Regions from separate parts of the Danio rerio genome. Here region 2 is linked to region 1. The links are chromatin contacts, called in public Micro-C maps. All regions are on one chromosome and are shown on one strand. The core of a region is the stretch at or near the end of the contact, and the rest is flanking DNA. Distances in the headings are between cores, read along the strand shown.

What was found. A called contact is a pair of places that touch in the nucleus more often than the background predicts.
Region 2: a Micro-C map of caudal fin shows a contact between it and region 1, with 2.4 times the contacts expected there. The contact joins the promoter of lsm12a here to the promoter of hdac5 in region 1. A contact is called at or near these places in 1 of 18 Hi-C or Micro-C datasets (caudal fin) and 1 of 4 datasets of contacts at active chromatin or transcription factors (caudal fin).

Annotation. Positions count from the first base shown.
Region 1 is chr3:21,597,554-21,604,685 of GRCz12tu, reverse strand. hdac5 (histone deacetylase 5) reads right to left here and starts at 3,817. Exons shown (of 26, transcript XM_073944357.1): 1 at 3,645-3,817.
Region 2 is chr3:21,724,890-21,732,497 of GRCz12tu, reverse strand. It overlaps lsm12a (LSM12 homolog a), which reads right to left and starts at 1,528. Exons shown (of 5, transcript NM_214817.1): 1 at 1,394-1,528. The coding sequence starts at 1,520.

The DNA.
Region 1 (7,132 bases), core at 2,568-5,067:
TGATTGTGTTGAACCCAGCATTTTCAGCAATGTGGGGTAATCAAATTTAAACTGCAATGATAGTTTCCCTATAACATATTTTTTAGACTACATGGAGCTGGCTGCGTGTGTTTTAGTTTGAATTAACACCTTACTTAGTTAGTCACGTTATTGTACACTCAAAAAATAAATCATTGGTGTAATTTCAGTTTGAATTCCATTGCAAATGGAACCCAAGAGCCAAATTCATTTACAACCAATAATGTCAAATCCTTCTACTTGGAATTAACTCATGAATTAAACTTGCCTGGAACAGTCAGGGGTGTTGCTAGACATTAAGCTTTATGCATTTGTGCGTTAAGCATTTGTTTCATGTGTTATGGAACTTTTGGGAAGACATGTAAAAGTTACATACTAATAATTTTCCCAGCAAACACCACAGGGTTTGAATTTTTTCTTGAAAATCAAAGTATTACATTAAAGAAAAATGGGAGAAAGAAAGTGGTACCATCATCTCAAATAAGGATGGGCTAAATATATGTAAATTACAATGAGTTACTTCCGGTTCTTCATATTGGAGAGAATTTTGCTGGAGAAATATTATTAGTTTTTTCCTTACTGCAAAACAGAAAATGTCATTCCATGGGAACTCAAATTGTTGGAGGCACTGCGGATCAGACGCTAATCATTTTCACATATTTTGGGAATGTCCTAATATTAAAAGTTTTTTGAAAGAGATACGTAGTATTTTAGAAAATATCATAAATACTCCAATTGATTTCAGCTTTAAGATACTTTATTTGGGTATGCTGCCAATGGATTTCTTCAAAATAAAAAATACAAATACATGTTTAGAGTCATCCTTGCTTCAAGTAAAAAAGCCATTACTAGATGCTGATATAAACCTAATCCACCACAAATGCAAGATCTGATAGATATTTTGAAAAATATAATCATTATGAAGAAAATTACATATAGTGTACATAACCAAAAAGATAAATTTGTTGACTTGTGGTTTAAATCAAATGAATATATTACACCCATTCAACCTAATGTCTTTTTTCTATAGAGTTTATTTTTATTGTTAATAGCCCCCCCTCCTTTTTTATCCTCTGCATATAGTTTGGATAAGGATGATGTAAAATAAGGCAAAGGGATATGTTGTTCTGTCGCTGTCATGAAGAAATTCATGTTTACTCTTTGATCCCTGAATGGGGAATTTGAACTGGAGAAGCTGGAGAAGTGACAAATGTAAAAACTTAAATATAATTATTTTTAAATCAAAGTATTAAAGTCTACAGGCTTTGAAATCTCACATACTCCTTTAAGTAAATCTATTACAGCAGTTAGATAAAAAAATACTGGGGAAAGTGTTCAGGATGGGGGTGCAAATAATTTATGACAAATCATCTACTAGGGCTGCACGATTCTGGCTAAAATGAGAATTTTAAAATGAAGATTTTTTTGCTTAAACTGAAGATCACGATTTCTCACGATTCTGTAGAAAAAGGTTAATACATGTAGCCTATTATTAATGTTATATCTCAAACATATGGTAAAACAACAATAACAACATTAGGCCAATGGTTAGACCTGCTATTGGTTAAAATGCTACATTTTGTATAGACTTTAAATTTGTCCTGGTTCTTAATGCACAGAAAAGTGATTACATCAGAATACAACTATTCATAACTCGGAATTATTATGTTTAAGCGGTTCATGTCATGGCTGCCATCACTGAGAAAAAAAAAACATACATGCAAATTTTACTTCCTGGATTAAGATTGATGTTTAGGGTTGAATCGAGATCACAATCTTTTTTTGATTAATCAAGCAGCCCTATCCTCAACTATGTTTTCTTAATGTCCACACCTTAGGCTAACATTATATAAAACATAGTCATGTTTAAGTCACAGAGCAGTATAACAGTTAAGGTTAAAAATAGTCCAGTTGATTTTGCATAACAAATCAGTCCTGATCACATAAACCTTTCATACTTTTCGAAAACTACAAAGATGCATCTGTGTATCTACTGCTTTTCCAATGCTAAGTCTTAAGGAACACTTTTTTTCTTCTTTGACAACAGATGGTGGTCCTCACCAGATCCATAAGCAGTGAAAAGGGCGTCATTTCCTGGAAATAACTAATGCCGTCAACTCACTAATAAACGTGACTAAGGAGGATTGTGCTTATATCCTTGAGCATGGTCATATGTGCAATCAGCCGACCCCGCTCACATCCCAAACGGCAAAACACAGCTTTTTAAGCTTCTTTAATGGTTGGCCTAAAACACACATTAAAGCGATAATCTTCAAAATGCACACATAAAAAAAGCATTAAAAGTTATACGCTTAGATTCTCAGAAGCATTACAAATAAAGTGCAACCAAAAGAATAATTGTTGCCGTTCAGCTAACCCAATTAATGTTACATAATTGAACCTGTCCGAGCAACACAAACCTACAATGATGTGCTGCTCACTGTTACACCCATCTGATCTCACACAACAATGCTATCGTGGCATCACCTTCCATTCACACAAATCACGACAAACGAGTCAATCATCTGTCACAGAATGTCAGTGTAGGTGCATGAGCGATACACAAATCTATTCACGGGACTGCTGCAGTCGTGACTTAAAATGATGAGTTAATAAGGAGGGGGGGGGGGGGGGGACTGAGAAATGATTTGATTACATGGAGTCCTCAGTCAACCCACTTGACAAGTAAGGTGAAAAGCTGAAGAAGGGACAGCCTTAATTTGACTTATGTGAATGCAGATATTGTCACATAACCAAATCTTTAACTACTGGAAATGTCATTGTAGGAATAAGAAAACTAAGATATGTACAGTGATATGCAAGATAAAGCAACCTGAATGATTGACTAACAGTCAGGCAGACAGATACTAATGGTATTGAATTAAACAAACTCTTGCACCAAAGTACAGAATGTTCCCTCTCGTGAGAAAAGATTTCAGCTTGCTTTTGTTTAGTCTCAAAATGAATTAATCTCTCACCTATAATCATCCTCAAGATTACATAACCTGTGTTAAAACCGAAACACACACACAATAGGCGTTAATCATGGGATAAAATACTTCAGACGTGCGCTTCAGCCAATTCGTGTTCTGATGTCTGTAAAACGGTATAATAACCTTGCGGTATCGCTGTAGAAATGACAGTGGTGTGTTCGCCCGACATCCAGATTCTTTTATACAGCGTTGCGCAATGAAAGAAGACCACGATGAATATGATATAATCTCCTCTCCTCCAGCTCAGAGGAACATCTTCGGGGCTCTACTGTACAACCTTCAACTGACTGTACTAACCGCTCGGACATGACACAGAAAGACTGATAGTGCTGAAAATATCAAACTCATCCCGTCAGGCGATTCCCACGGGCAAAGAAATGGCGATAGTTTCTTTGCTCGGACTAAATCAGACAAACTCCTGATGTTTGTTTAAGCTCGTTCATGGGTGCGAAAGTGCCAATGTGCAAAAGGTGTAAAGTTGTTTCAACGCACTACAATAACCACCGTCTGTCAACACGACGTGTTTCCCAGCGGGTAGGACCGTCGGCTATCGGTGGTTGTCAAATCCAGGAGGGAAAAGACAGAATATAAACCATCACTATCAGACGATGTAAATCTTTCTTTCTACTTTACCTGATACTTGTTGTTGTTCCGCGCGGCGTCACGGTCTGTCTTAGTTCAGCGGCCGTCTTCCACTTTATCACTTTTGCGAAGCTATTTCCCCCCTCTGTTCATGAAAAGTACATTTTTTCCTGTCTCAACTCTCTTTCCTCCATATTTGCAGCTTCTCCACCAACAACAACATTAATGACGTGCTCTCGACGGTCACGTGACCACGACTGTGGGTTCTAAAAATAGCACGCGACAAGACAGATTACAACCCGCAGAGCGGGTCTCGCGGGTGTCAAAGATGCCGAGGTGAAGACCGTTGTTAATTATGACGATGTTCTCCGAGCGCCTGGGGCAGCTACATAGCATGACCTCAGTTTACCGGCTGTTTTCTATTTTTTCATACGTTTATTTTTGAACAGGAACTAAACTGGTTTTGGGGAGGATGGCTCCCCCTCTCGGTGGATCGTGGAGTAGGCTAGTGCGATGCGTGGGGAGAATGGGGTGGGCGAGAAGAGGATGTGCGTGTGTGTGTGAGAGACATTAGGACACATATGTGTATAATGACATGGGTAATGCACAAGGAGATGGTGAATTATGAGCACATAAATCATACAGAATGAGGGTTTTCCAGAAAGCTAAACTACAGTTTCCTGTGAGGGTTGTTTAAGGATAGGTATGCTGGCCTTTGTATAGCCAGCCTGGTGAAAGGGGTGGTTCTTTTTGCAGTTATACACCTCATTTTCTGTTTAATTATGAGATTTAAATACTGCATATTAGTGATATTTTAAGCACTGTTATTAGCTGAATTACATGTAGCTTGTCGGATGGTCATCATAACTACACTTTTTGATGTACCAAATTTTTTTTTCTAAAGATTTAGAAGAAATACGATGAAAAAAAGACTTATTTTTATAATACAAATTTATTACATCATATATCATTGGGGAAAAAAATAGAAATCTGTTGAAGTTTAAAATTAAAAACTGGCCTACTGTCATTTTAGGCCACAGGTGTCAAACTCAGTTCCAAAAGGGCCGCAGCTCTGCACAGTTTAGTTCCAACCCTAATTAAACACACCTGATCAAACTAGTTGAGTCCTTCAGGCTTGTTTGAAACCTACAGGTAAGTGTGTTGGAGCAGGGTTGGAACTAAACTGTGCAGGGCTTCGGCCCTCCAGGAGTTGAGTTTGACACCCCTGTTTTAGGCAAACAACAAACTGAGCAGGACATTCAACTGTCCTCAGTCACAATTTGTCCATTTCAGTAAAAAATGATTAAAACATATAATAAAACTGATAATAATAATAATAATAATAATAATAATAATGTAGAGCTTCACATTTTTCTTTCCTCTCTTGTAAAAAAGTTAATTTGGATATTCATGGATAACAACAATAGCCAAAATAGTATTTAAATCAATTTTAATATGGGCTACTTTTTGGTGCTTCACACCTTTCTTTGGTAATTTTTTTCCAAGAATAAGGTTTAAGATTTAGAATAAAAGTTGTAAATATTTTCTATATTTAAAAGCAATACAGCAGAGAAATATGACTTCACTTACATCAGATTGTATGTTTTCTTGCGGATGTTGGACTCATGAAAAATAATAGTGTGCACTGGCCAAAACTGATTAACTAAAGTTACATCGAAGCGAGAGCCAACAGAGGATTCCAGTTGGTCTTAAAACCTTTTTTTGATGGGTTATTTTCACTATTTAGCATAGCAGTTAAAATAGGACAAGCTCATGTGGGACAAATTCTGGACCTTTATCAGTGAGGGGTGGGTCTTTCAAACCACCCGAACCCCCCTGGCGACAGGCCTGTAGGATTAAGTCAATTGAAAACAGTACAGTATAAATTCTATGGAAATGTATACCCGTATTGATTTGAAATATGTATATGGAATGTCTCCACAATTCACAAAAACAAACCTGTGTGTGCCACAATTTCACTAAGGGCATTGTATGCAAAATTACCCATTTTGACTAACATATGACTCCCTTAGTTATTTAAATTGTGGTTCCCTCTGTCATCTTTGTGGCTGATTAATGTATTTAACACATCTTTGCACTCTAAAAAAGCCAGGCTGCTCTCAGTGGTTTTCATCACAAAGATTTTAGCTGAATGTGGATTAAACCTAATGTTCATCTTCATGGACAAGCCAATTGTTTTGCCTCATAACAAGACAAAATTTGTTTTGCTCTCAAAGTGCTGATGACCTGCTTTTTATAAATCACCAAGGACCACGGTGTCAGCTAAAAACATCTCTAATGTTGTGCCAAACAAATAAGAAAGCCACCTACAGTACATTTTTGTAAATTAGCACTATATTGTCATAGAGGGATACAAGCTTTAAGATTAAGAATATGTGACCCTGGACCAAGTCTTAAGTACATTTATAGACATATTATTTAAAAATATTGTTTCAAATTTAAAGGGATACTAGATTTTACACCAAAAATCATTAAAGTATGCAAGTTTATATTGTATATGAAAATATTTAATAAATTTTAATGGCAAACATATCAAAACTAAACTATATTTTAATAAGTAATATGTACTGCTAACTTAACCCCATATGCAATTGTCTCAATTTTATGTAGGGTACATTTATTTAATCAAGACAAGGCAGGGCAAGTTTATTTATATAGCATATTTCATACACAATGGTAATTTAAAGTGCTTTACACAAACAAGAATGAAAGAAAAAAATTATAAAAATAATCAAAAACTTATAAAAACAGATTAAAATATGTTAAAACTGATTATAAAAGAATGAAAAAGAAAAGAAAGTCCTTATAGTGTGATCTGTGGGACGTAACACAGTGCTCATTCAGTAAAGGCACAGCTAAACAGATGTGTTTTCAGTCTTGATTTGAATGTGCCTAATGTTGGAGCACATCTGATCATTTCTGGAAGCTGATTCCAGCAGCGGGGGCATAGTAGCTGAAGGCGCATTTACCCTGATTTCACTGAACTCTATTATTCTAGTTTATATAATCTTAAAGATCTGAGTGATCTGTTAGGTTTGTATTCAGTGAATATATCTGTAATGTATTGAGGTCCTAGGCCATTTAGTGATTTATACAAGTAATAATACTTTAAAATCTATTCTGAATGTTACTGGGAGCCAGTGTAAACATGGTTCTTACACCTTTTCCAACTTTAAATTCCAGCACTTTTCCAAGCACTTTCAAGGTGCATTTTTCTACTTTTATGGAACGTAAGATTGACAGGCGGATTGGTGCAGCGGCAGCAGTAATGCAGTCGATGTACTGGTCCATTGTGGTAAAGGAGCTGAGCCGAAAGACAAAGCTCTCGATTTACCGATCAATCTACGTTCCTACTTTCACTCATGGTCATAAGCTTTGGGTCATGACCAAAAGGGCAAGATCTTGGATACAAGCAACTGAAATGAGTTTTCTTCGCAGAGTGGCAGAGCGCACCCTTATAGATAAGGCGAGGGGCTCTATTACATAGGCGGAGCTTGGTGTAGAGCTGCTGCTCCTCC
Region 2 (7,608 bases), core at 279-2,778, 130 kb before region 1:
AATATAATGCTTATATTATACGTATATTTATATAAGATTTTCTCCCTATATAAGTTAGTACAAACGACTAAATTAAATAGTATGACATGAAGTGACTTAATGTAAATGAATGGCTGCACATTAGCAGGTTAGCAAGAAAACCACTCGTCATGACCAAAACCATAATAAAAATAGAGAATGATGCATGTAAAACGCAAACTAGAATGCCTAATTGTGATGTGCACATTACACATACTACTGCACGTCAGGCAGAGAGACGTTAGCGTTCAAGGCAAGCTAGCTGACGCCCCCTGAGCACGCATGCGTAGAAGCGTGCGGGGAAAAGCAGCAATGTGTGCTTGACAGCCTGTCCACTCTCATTCACCTCCATTAGTGACTAAGACTGATGCTGGAAATAAACGCGCCAAACCCTCCTGTTTAGGAGACAAGCACCATAGGTTTCTAAATAGGGCTAGATTTAATAATTTTGCAGACATTTCTGGATTTACATGCCTTATTTCCACAGCTGTTTAATATCATTGTATGTTCGTTAATGAATCAGGCAAACGATTCGTGGACCCGGTCGACTGAGTCAAGTTGAGCATCTTTTATGTAAACGAATCATTCTAGTTCACCTCAGTGCACAATCTCGTTGTCTTTCCAACAAAATAATATGTCAAACAGTAAGTTTAATGTATTGCATGTGTTAATGTGGGAAGCTTTAGGGACTCGCAAACATGATAGACGACTATGTGACATTAAAATGACAATTACACTAATATAAGAGCAAGTGGCATACGTACTATGAAATATAAATAATACTTATACACACTCTGCTACCACCAATGACAACAGAATCTACAGAAACGACAAGGGAGTTGATTCAAAAGATTCGACTCATTTGAATGAATCAAAAACCCCGCAGCAAAAATAATGTCAATTCCATGTGGTCTCTGTGAGCGTTAAAACCGCACAATTTATACACACGAGCTAAACCGACCAGCAATCAAACAATCTATAAAACATCTAAGTTAGGAAATATTCATTACAGCATTCTTGTCAGACATTTTCGAGTGTTTTCTGAACATGAGGACCCAGTAGAACTACACAAAAGCTCTTACACGACGTCTAAAACACAACATTGCTGAAAAACATCAAAGTAAATCTACATTTCCTATCGCCCGAGTCCAAATGTGTGCTAATATTTGCAGGCCATCAACTAAAAGCCATAGTTATAAACGTGGCAACCAATCGCAGATCCAAAAGAGCACCACCTGACTCGACATGCGCGAAACACGGAAGCGAATGCCTGGTGGACTCACTTCACCCCGCAGCAAACCTCTTTGACAAACCAGGCCTCTAACAGTTGTGAATCCCGACGATTCAATGACAAGCCGCGACGACAAAAGGATACTCAACGTCAGCATCTTGGACGGGTAGTCGAAAGCGACGACCTCTCCTTGCAAGCGCTGCCCCAGGCAGGTGAGGCAGGAGACGTGGCTCCCGACGCTGAAATACTCTCCTGGTCCAGGAGCCGCCATCTTCTCCGCCAGGAAACGGAGCAGTCGCTGCACGTAAACACGCGCAGCCGCGTCAGCACGGGATGGGAGCGCGAGTGGGTGGGCGTGGCGTGTGAATGAATGAAGTGACGCAAAAAAAACCCGCCGCAAGCGAGGTCACGCCCACTTTACTATGGAGTAGTGGATCGTGAATATATTTACTACAGCACTCATTCATCCGCGCCTCCTGCTTTATTCGGACGAGTATTTTGAAATGATATGGGAGACAGCGGTTATCTTCTGGCACCTGAATGAGGTGTTTTTTTCTCTTTCAGAAAAAGTCTGTTTAAAATGACTGAAATTTGAAACAGTGGGGAAAACCTGCTATCATAGCCATTTGTTATGCCTTTTTGTCTAAATCAGAAAAATATTTATTTGCATCACTTACAGTAAAATACAGTAATTATTTGCTGTTTATATTATGTATTTAGAATAAAATATTATTGTCATATTTTTATAAAAAAAATATTTGAACAAAAAATGTCAAATAATAGCGATAATAGTTTTTATTTAAAAAGTTTAGATATTTTTAAAACACTTGTTCATTTATTTTATTTATTTTCTTTGAGATTATATATATATATATATATATATATATATATATATATATATATATATATATATATATATATATATATATAGCCTTTAGGTTTGCTATTTTGTTTTAACATTTAGTGTTATGCAGAAAAAAACGTGCCACATGCATCATTAAATACATTAAAAGGTTATCTCAAACATTTTTATATGAAAAAAAAAAAAAAAAAAAAATATATATATATATATATATATATATATATATATATATATATATAGTTGAAATCATACTTATTAGCCCCCTTAGAGTTTTTTTTTTTTTTTTTTAATATTTCCCACATGATGTTTAACAGAGCAAGGAAATTTTCACAGAATGTCTGATAATATATTTTTTTTCTGGAGAAAGTCTTATTTGTTTTATTTTGGCTAGAATAAAAGCAGTTTTTAATCTTTTAAAAAACATGTTAAGGTGAAAATTATTAGCCCCTTTAAGCTATATTTTTTTGATATTCTACAGAACAAATCATCATTATACAACAACTTGCCTAATTACCCTAACCTGCCTAGCTAACCTAATTAACATAAGCAAACATTTAAATGTCATTTTGAGCTGTATAGAAGAGTCTTGAAAAATGTCTAGTCAAATATTATTTGCTGTCATCATGGCAAAGATAAAATTAATCAGTTATTAGAGATGAGTTATTAAAACTATAATCATTAGAAATGTGTTGAAAAACTCTCTCTGTTAAACAGAAATTGGGGAACAAAATAAAAAGGGGGCTAATAATTCAGTGGGTTTAATAATTCTGACTTCAACTGCAATGAGAATTAAATAATTATTAACTATATTTATTATAAAATACTTATAATATCTCTATTTCTCTTATTTCAATCCAAAATAAATATAGCTATAAATACATGTATAATTAAACTGCATTAATAAAAGTAACAATTTAGTATTGACCATTAATCATTCATTTAAACGGCCATTCAAATATAGAAAAATCTGTAAAGACGCCATAAACACGAGCTGAAGTAAATGAGCTTCAGTAAAACAGCTGTCACAAATAAATAAACTCAGAAATTGAAGGTGATATGCAGAAAATATATAACTGGACAGGACGGATACATCTGCATCACCATCGGCCATATACAGAGCATTAAACAGTTCATCATTACTACAAAGAAGTGACGAACAGCAGGAGTCAAAGGGACAGCAATTTTTAATGATTAATAGTCACAGTAATAGATTGCTCAAATAGCGTGTATTGCACATGTGTACACATATATGCACCCTATATACACGTGTGTAGCAGTTAGTATACACACCTTTGTATTGTCGCAACATGAAAGCGTCGAAAGAACACAATAAATCAGGGAATGTGCTTTGATAATTTCAGAGAACTTCTGCATATCAATATGACCAGAAGAGAGACGAGAAAGAGAGAGAGGAAAAGAAGGAGCTTAAAAATCGAAAGGTTAAAAGAGCTCACGAATTGAAACACCCAATCACAACAGAGTGATGTAAGAACAGCAAAGAAATGAAGGGACGGTGAAGGAGACACAACCGCTCTTTCCAAAAAGAAAAAAAAAAAGTCAAAAAATATACAAGCACTCTTTGAACCTCGACGATCATAGGTCACTACATATACACAACATATGAGTTATCAATAAATATACATATTTACCCAATAGCAAAAAATGTGGCAGAGACGGTAAAGCTATCTTCCATGGCGAATGTCTTTTACACGTACAGAGGTTTTCTCAAAGTCCATCGTAAGGCCCTGTTCACGCTCACGTCGTTGTTTTTTCTCTTTTTCTTAGTGTAAAGGTCATTGAGAAAGAGACTGCAGTGGAAAACGTCAATGAACAGCCTCCCTCAGTGCCTTGTTTAAAGCGACAATTCACCCCAAAATAAATCATGCTGTAAATAACGATCGATTTCCTGCACAGACCAATCATTTCACTTTATTAAAGCTCAATGTTTCATCAAGAGCCACTGGAATTAAACGGGTAGTTCACACGAAAATCTAAATTGCCTCATTGTTTATTCTCCCTCATGTGGTTTTAAACCATTATGAGCATTTTATTCTGTTAAACACAAAAGTAGATATTTTGAAGAATGTTGGCACAATTGCAGTCCCATCAGGATTTTGCAAAAAAAAAAAAAAAAAAATCAGATTTTGTGTCGAGTTTTTGCTAATTTGTGGCATTTTTCTGGCATTTATTTTATTGTTTAGTTTAGAAAATTTCTTGACCATAAAAACCATTGATCTGTAATTCATGCAAAGGAAACACAGAGAGAAACAAAGTCTAGAGCAGGGGTGCTCAAACTTTTTTTTAATGAAGGGCCAAAATCCAAATCTGATTTATGGTGGTGGACCGAAGGTAAATATAGCAAACTGTATGACATGGTAATTTCCTATTTTAATTATATATAAAAAAATAATAAAAAACAATTCACAATACTTATATTAAAAATTATATAAACATTTTTTTTTTACATTTTATAATGTACTTCCAACATTAAAACCATAAGCAATCCCATTTATAACTAGGGATATCCAGATCCAAACACATGGTCGGAAATTGGGCCACTCGATTGGACCACTCGATTGGAATTGGATGTTTCCTCCCAAACAGGACTCGAATATATGTGTATATGTATAAACACCTATAGTTATGGGGTGGCACTAAGTGAGACCTCTTTCTTGACTTCACATAGAAACAGCAACGTGTGCAGCTTGACATCTCTTTGTTGCAGAGACGCTATTGGTTAAATGTTGGCAAAGTAGAACACGGAAGCAGCTTGAAGCAGATAAAGTTGATGATGACAACATTGCCATAGCAAACTGTGAGACATGTAAACTTAAGATTGCCTGCCGGGTATTTTAGATTGAGGTGCTATTTTTTTTATATTAGATTTATTTTTTATATTTACTGTTGCACTAAAGTCCAAAAGTGAAAAACTGATGTTATTTATTACTTGATTGTTTAAGCTACCTTACAGAAGTGCTCTGTTTGTTAAAGGAGTTGTTGCATGTTAGAATAAGATGAATTAAATAATAAAAAAACAAACATCCTGGATCTGTTTCTTCGCTCTATTCTTTTTTTATATATTATTATAAGTGTCAGATCAGGTTTCGGTATCGGTAGATACTCGAGATCAACCTGATCGGAACATCCCTATTTATAACACAATGGAGTGCAATGCTGAATATTCTAGTCAAGTTGCACCTGCCTTTGTCTTCATTTGCTCGTCGATGTCTTGTGCATTGTCTTTTATGGTCGAGTAACAGTGTTTACATTTTTAAAAATCGGATTAATTCACAACATTTAATTTCAAGTTTTTTTTGTAGCTCAACAATTAAACAAAAGGGTATGTTAAAATAGAAGTTGACGAGCTCTGTTGTAGCATTCGCCCCAACCTTACTATCACCCTCCACAATCCAAATATTCTCAGATGGGGTGGCGAGACAAATCGAAGGTTATCATGGGTCAACTTTGGGCATCTCTGGTCTAGAGACACTACAGTTTACCACTAAACCCTGCTGTATCATATTTCAAAATAAAACCACTTGAATTTGAAATAAAATAAATGGCAAGTCATCCATGTTGTTTGACGGCTATTTGAACATATTGCAGGAAATGATGCCACTCGGACAGTGTGTGTGAAAGAGAGAGAGAGAGAGAGAGAGAGAGAGAGAGAGAGAGAGAGAGAAGGACATGCTTATGATAACAGATGCATATTTACAATATATAGAAGTTTAGCGACTGATACAACTGAATGGCATGGTGGAAAATTGTCCTGATCGTCTAAAATATGCAGGAAATCTCTGGGGAAAAAAATTTAAATTGTGAGCTCCACAAAAGTTTTGGGACATTTGCTTGATTTTGCACTGAATTCAGCATTGTGGTATTGCAAAGTCCTGAAGGATCTGCCACAGTGTAGGCAAAAAATAAAATAGAAGTCAATGAGTGCAACAACTAGCATTCTTCAAAATATCTTCTTTTGTGTTCAACAGAAGAAAGAAACTCTTATAGGTCTGGAACAAGTGAAGGCTGATTAAATTATAACAAATTTCAGTTTTGAGTGAACTATCCCTTTAATTTCTCAATTGGCAATTTACTTTAAATCACCAGTAATTTCAACAACAAAAAAACTTTAATGTTTTACCAAAGAAATAAAGTCACTTACATCTTAAACGGTGCATAAACTTTCCTTTTTGGGTGAACTATCCCTTTAAGAAAGCCAACAGTCATACTGTATTACATCTGTTCGATTATTTCCTCTCTCTATGTATTGCTCAACCCAGCACACCCAAGGAGAAGGTTTTCAATCCTCAAAATAGGGACAAAAATGTCAGCTGATTCCTCCTTAAATAAACAAAAAAAGGACCGAACAGTAAAGCTTTCACCACCAACTGCACAGCCAATAAACTGTTTGACACCATATAAGGTGAAGATACAAAACTATGCACAAATGGTTGGTGATTTACATCCAAACGTTACAAAACCTGATCACAGTAGTTCCTGATTCAGACAGCACATATCATCCCATAGCCACATAGAAGAGGGAAAATCTCTTAGTGTATATTACAGTATCTACGTACACAGGCGAGTGCCTGATTTTTCACAAAGTGTTCGTTTCCTGTTGCTTCTTTGCCAAGTCAAAGCACTTGGTACGCAAACGATAACGGGACAGAATGAACAGCTGAAGGTGACGCTAGTGATTCAACATACAGAGCAAAAAACTGCTGAAATGTGTAAATGCTTTATCGGATGGTGACATGGCTCTTCATAAATGACTGTTTTTGCGGAAAACTGGCCGATGTTTGTTTTTTATTTTAAAAAGTTATTGCCCAGAGGCGATGAGGCTGTTGAAACGACAAAATGTACGTAACTTATCATAGATTTACAACAAGACACACTTATCCAGAAGCAATGCAACTTACTCTCAGCCATCATTTCTGACTCCAAATAAATAAATCAAACGAGAGCGAAGTCAAGAAATGCGCATCGAAATTTCAATATCAACCTTGAACTAATGAATGTACACATAGGAAAAAAACCGTGCGTGATTAAAAAACGCATTAGCTGAGATTATTTACTTTGCTTTTAATGCCTCGTAATTTGCGTCTGAGAACTGAAAGTGAAAAAGAAATGCAATTATCGGACCTACAGTGTAGTATTAGTGCAAGATGCTCGAGGCCCGGTTCAGTCTCATTATTTAAAAAAAAAAAAAAAGTCTTCGTCTTTAGGCATGTTGTCACCTCTCACAACAAGTTACGACGTTGCAAAAGCAAGAGGGCGACATTAAATAAAAACGCAGTAGGTTAATTCGAATTTGGCCCCTCAAAAAAGCTGTTGTCACACACAGTGAAAATGTAATGATCGTTATTTCAGGGTCATAAACAAGCCATTGCGTTTCATCCACAAGTGATTAACCAGCTATTAGACGACAGTTATGAACAATACTAATTAGTCTGGTGAAAAATAGCCATATCAATAGCGTAAAAGCTATATCAAAAGATGA